Linked DNA regions of Mus musculus: region 1 is linked to region 2. Evidence: chromatin contacts called from public targeted proximity ligation data. All regions are on one chromosome and are shown on one strand. The core of a region is the stretch at or near the end of the contact, and the rest is flanking DNA. Distances in the headings are between cores, read along the strand shown.

Evidence for each region.
Region 1: a contact with region 2 is called in a targeted proximity ligation map of pancreatic cancer cells. A contact is called at or near these places in 1 of 130 datasets of targeted methods (pancreatic cancer cells) and 1 of 9 other capture datasets (liver).

Annotation. Positions count from the first base shown.
Region 1 is chr19:6,475,764-6,478,463 of GRCm38.p6, forward strand. The region is part of intron 9 of Nrxn2 (neurexin II); the gene reads left to right. Among named protein-coding and RNA genes, the nearest start is that of Gm52381, 20 kb to the right of the region's middle.
Region 2 is chr19:5,944,621-5,947,320 of GRCm38.p6, forward strand. Pola2 (polymerase (DNA directed), alpha 2) reads right to left here. Exons shown (of 18, transcript NM_008893.3): 13 at 1,850-1,923. Among named protein-coding and RNA genes, the nearest start is that of Pola2, 18 kb to the right of the region's middle.

The DNA.
Region 1 (2,700 bases), core at 123-2,622, 530 kb after region 2:
ATTGCCTGTCTCCATCTCTCATCTGACCATAGGGAGACTGGGGTCTTGGCCCCACGCTGCACGTCTTCTTTTCTGTGGGTTCAGGGGATACAGCTTGGGTTCTCTACCTTGCATAGCCAGCACCTTGCACACTGGCCTGACTCTGGGGTCCTCCCACATTGCCTTGCTTTTGTTTCTTTTTGAAACTGTGGCAAATCGCACGTCACACACATTTCTAGTCTTCGTCATTACTCATGATTAGGGCTCTGACTACACTCAAGTCTCTGCACAGCCCTCACCAACGTCCAGGTGCAGTTTCCCCATCTTCCCACACTGAAGTCTCTGTTAAACATAAGCTCTCCTCTCCCTGTCCCCAGCCTCTGGCCACCATCTCTGTTTGAACTACTCTGGGACTTTAGATGAGTGACGACACACAGTACTACTTCATGTGTTCGCGTACATGCTTGCGTGTGTGTGGAGGCACACATATGTGGGTGCACACATGCATGTGCAGATCCAAGGCTGATGGCAGAAACCAGCCACTCCGTTCACTGAAGTAAGGTCTCTCAATCAAACCCAGAGCTCACAGATTTGGCCAGCCAGCTTGCTAGGGGATCTCTCTCTCTCTTTTCCTGTTAAACATTTAAACATTTTTTTATTAGATATTTATTTACATTTCAAATGTTAAACCTTTTCCTGGTTTCCCCTCCGAAAAACCTTCCTCCATTCTCTCCCCTAGGGGATCTCTTGTCTCTGCCTTCTAAGGTTGATATTATAGGTGGGCCAGCACACCCACCTGGCATTTCTGTGGTTTCTGGGGATTTGAACTCTGAGCTTCATACTTAAGCAGCAAACATATTAACCACGAACCATCTCCCCAGCTTCTCCTTTTCCTCCCTCCCCTCTCCCTCCCCCTCCCTTTCTTCTTTCCACTCAACACAGAGTCTCACACATAGTCCAGTCTAACTTTGGAATAACTTTGGAGTGGAGATCCTGTTGTCTTGGCCTTCCAGAGGATTAGGGTAACAGGCATGCGCCACTATATCCTATCTGTATATTTGACTTCTTTATTTTAATGACTTATTTGTTTTACTTTGCATGCATTGGTATTTTGCCTGCACATATATCTTAGGGTGTCGGATCCCCTGAACCTGGAGTTACAGACAATTGTGAGCTGTCATGTGGGTGCTAGGAATTGACAGAAGTCCCCTGGAAGAGGAGCCAGTTCTTTTAACTGCCGAGCCATCTCTCCAGCCCCTATATTTGTCTTCTTATGCCTGGCTGTTTCAGTGAGTAGAGTGTCTTTCAAGGTTCATCTGTGTTGTAGTGTGAGTCAGAACTCCCTTCCTCTCAATGCTGAATAACAGTGCCATGCCCACATCTTGTTTACCTTTTCTTCTGTCAAGGAATGAGTCAGGTGGCTCCTATTCCATACTGGGGAGCGACTCTGGAGCAGGGGTCAGAGTTCCTTTCAGTTCCTTCCTTCTTCCTCTCAGCACTCAGCTCGTGCTGACTCCTGTTCCAGCCAAAAGACGGGTCACGGCAGGCTCTGGGGACTCTGGCCATAAACAGTGAGATAGGCCATCACAGGGGCCACTTTTGGGATCCTGTTAGGAGAGGGACCCAGCAGCAGGACCCTGAGGAAGGTGATGCCTTGTCATGAGAGAACAGGTTTGGGGCCACGGTATTGAAGGGACCCTAGGGCTGGTGGCATGGCTCAGCAGGTAAAGGCTCTTAGTGGTCAGGCCTGATGACTCTGACTCTGACTCTCTCTCTCTCTCTCTCTCTCTCTCTCTCTCTCTCTCTCTCTCTCGTGTGCACGCACGCGCATGGAAACAGCTCAGTATGCTCTGAGGATGAGAGTTCGGTTACCAGCACCCACATCTGGAGGCTTACAAACACCTGTAATTTCAGATCCAGGGATCAAACTCCTTTTGCCTTTATAGGCATGTACATACACATGCACATAGTAAATAATAAAACAATAATTTAAACAACAACTTGGAGTTGCGGATGACCTACGCAACATGGTGGCTCACATCCCTACATACATGCAGGCACACGCACATATACACATAATTAAAAATAAAGTATATTTAAACAAACAAACATAAAACAGTGAGCCGGGTGTGGTGGCGCACGCCTTTAATGCCAGCACTCAGGAGGCAGAGGCAGGCAGATTTCTGAGTTCAAGGCCAGCTTGGTCTACAAAGTGAGTTCCAGGACAGCCAGGGCTACACAGAGAAACCCTGTCTCAAAAAACCAAACCAAACCAAAACCAAAACCAAAAAAACAAAACAAAAAAAAAAAAACAAAAACAAAAACATAAAACATAAAACAGTGCAAGGGAGCCTGGGGCCTGGGAGTGCATCTCCCGTCTTTGGGTCAGTAAGGTTTTGCGGGAGGAACTGGCTTCTAGTGGGAGCTGTGTCTGTAGAGGGGTTCTGCCCCTCCTATTTGTTCCCACCCTGTCTTTGTGTTCATATCCAGCCTCCAAGCCCCTCCCTCTCGAGATCCCTGCCATATCCGCGTCCACGATGCTCAGTGGCTCCTTGCAAGCGGTGCTTTTATTTCATTGTTTTACACAGCATCTCACTGTGTGGTCAGGCTGGCCTCAGACCTGCAGCAGTCATCCTGTCTCTGCCTTCTGAGTGTCGGGATCACAGGTGTGAACCACCGTACCTGGCTGCTGCTGCATAGCCGCTGCCACTGCCACCTCCT
Region 2 (2,700 bases), core at 106-2,605:
AGGTTAGTTTCAAGTAGCTTGATGTGGCTGCTGAGAACCAAACTCTCACCGCTGAGCAGCCTCTCCATCCCTGCAGAGGGACTTTTGACACACCGTCAGACACTGGGAACTTGTGTGTTATGTCGGATCATCAGAATCTCGAGACCAAAGGTACCTTTCATATCACTCACAATCTGTCACCAAGTTCACTGCCACTGTCCAAGTCCACCATGTGGGTGCTAGCGTGTGGTGAATGGGACACGGAGGGAGTTGGAAGGGGCAACATTTTCTCCAAGTCTCCAGCATGGAATTCTGAAGGTACAAGGGGCTGGGGGTGGGGCGGGGCAGCTGTTTGACCTCATGGGACTGAGCTGCTCTTCGGGACTGGCTTCAGGAGAGCAATGGTTAAGGCGGAAACAGCCTCCGCTCATGGCTTGGAGCTGGCTATAGGGGGATGGGCCAGGAAGAAAATTTCAACTATGTGCAGCCTTGCACAACTTCACTTCATACATCATGGTGGGAGGGTCTCACTGTCGTCACTTGAGCAGTGAGGTGCACCAGGCCTCTCTGCTGCTACAAGGGAGCTCGCACACATCTGCCAACCTCTGAAGGCTTGGGGTTCTGCATCTCTGACTCAGCACCATTTCTATATTGCTCAGGCAGGGTGGGGCGGCTCCCTGCCCTGCAGCTCACACTAACCACAGATGAAAGTGCCTGGTGGCGCTGGGCGCTGGCCCCCAGGGTAACAATGCCCGGTCTATTCTTTGTTTATGTCACTGCTATCAATAGCACATGGGATGACGAACCAAAATCAGAATCCAGCCTCACGTTGGATGCACCAGCCAGTGCTGGGTGCTGCTCCAGAGCCTCTCCTGCTGTGGGGGGCGTGTGGGAGTGGTGGTGGCAGAGGTTTATCTTCTGAGGACCTCCACTCAGCATTCCCCAGGTTTCATAAACTCAACTGGCCCTAGCAGATCTGAGAAGAGGGAGGGTATCTGTAACCCTCCATTTGAGAAGGGAGGAGGATGGAAGCAGCTAAGGGCTCAAATCTCCTGGCTCTAGGCCTGATGCCAGCACTCGGTTGTATTACAACTAATCAACCCGGGATCTGTTCTCAGGACAGAAGGCGGAAGGAAGACCTTTCCAAACCACCTTTGTTACAGGTTTGCTTTAAAGCTGAGCCTCAGGGATGTTTGTTTACTAAACAGAAAGCAAATCCCAGGAGCCCGCCCACCACTTCATTTTCTTTCTGACCTGGCCAAACGAAATGGACAGGAACTGAGGGTCAGCTTCCGGTGACTCTGCCTCTAGCTTTAGACTCTCACTGGAGCCGTGAGGCCCACACTAGAACCCAGTGCTGATGTCAGTGCTGGGGCCTCAGTCCTGTCTTCCAAACTATGCCGAGGACTCCAGATCCACCCTCACTCAAGTCTTTCCCACCCATCACCCTAGCTCTTGGCAGCCGTCCCCCACCATGGGGAGCATTGACTCAGGAAAGGAACTTGGGCTCACCCCAAAGCATTCCCTTTGAGCGAGGAGAGGCTTGGGGCCTCTCAGGATTTCTCTGTCACTGGAATGCCTCCCTACCCTGGGACTATTCCCATGGAGTAACTGCTTATACAAGGGGAAGTGAGAAAGGGAAGTGAAGAGAGCGAGGAAGAGCATGTGAAACGCGTCCTCTCAAGTTTGTTTATCTGACTTACAAAGATGCCTTTTTACCCACTCTCCAGCACTCGAAGGTCAAGGGCTCTATCTCATCTCTGAGTTCAAAGGGCGGAAAGGACAGAACGGCCACGCGGTTTCAGTTTTCCTACTTGTCCTAGAGGAACCTGGAGAGCCCCAGGTTCTGCCCAGCAACTGGAATGCTAACCTTCTCGTTCCTTCGATAACTGTTCTCAGGCATTGCTTGAAAACGTCTTCGAATGGGCTTGTCAACTTACAGTTCTGCAAGAAAGTAAAAGAGGTGCACTCGGGGCAGACACCTGGTGTCTGCTCGGGGCTAAAGCTTGTAGGATGACCCCGAAGGGCTCAGAGCGGGCACAGGGTAACAAGGAGAAAGACAGGAGCCAGGCACAGGGCCCTGAGCTTTGCAAACCCAGCACTCAGGAGGGTGAAGCAGGATTGCTGTGAGCGCCAGACTAGCCTAGGATACAGACGGAATTCTAAGCCAGCCTGGCTCTAATGTCTCAAACAAAAAGGGGTGGGCATGGGGTAGGGCTGCCCATCTGCAAGGAATAGAGTCGAGACAAGGGAAGAATTACTCTCCTCGTACACAGCTGCGAGTCTGGGATGAAGACTGCCTTGAACCTTTTCTGTGAAGGAGAAACACGGAAGCCAGGCCCTTGACCGAGACCCCAGGAAAGACCATTTGTGATTATGTATCTCAGGACCTTAACACGTGACATACCAACTTAGAGCAGTAGCCACAGAACAGAGTTTCAGTCTCTGTCTCTTCAGCGAAGGTAGGCAGTGTGCCAGTCTCACAGGGAACTTTCTTTCCTTCTTATTTAGTTCCCACCCCCCCCCCCCAAGACAGGGTTTCTCTGTGTATCCCTGGCTGTCCTGGAACTCACTCTGTACACCAGGCTGGCCTCGAACTCAGAAATCTACCTGCCTCTGCCTCCCCAGTGCTGGGATAAAAGGTGTGTGCCGCCACTGCCCGGCTTCTTCTTCTTTTTTAAAATTTATTTATTTTATGTATATGAGTACACTGTTGGCTCT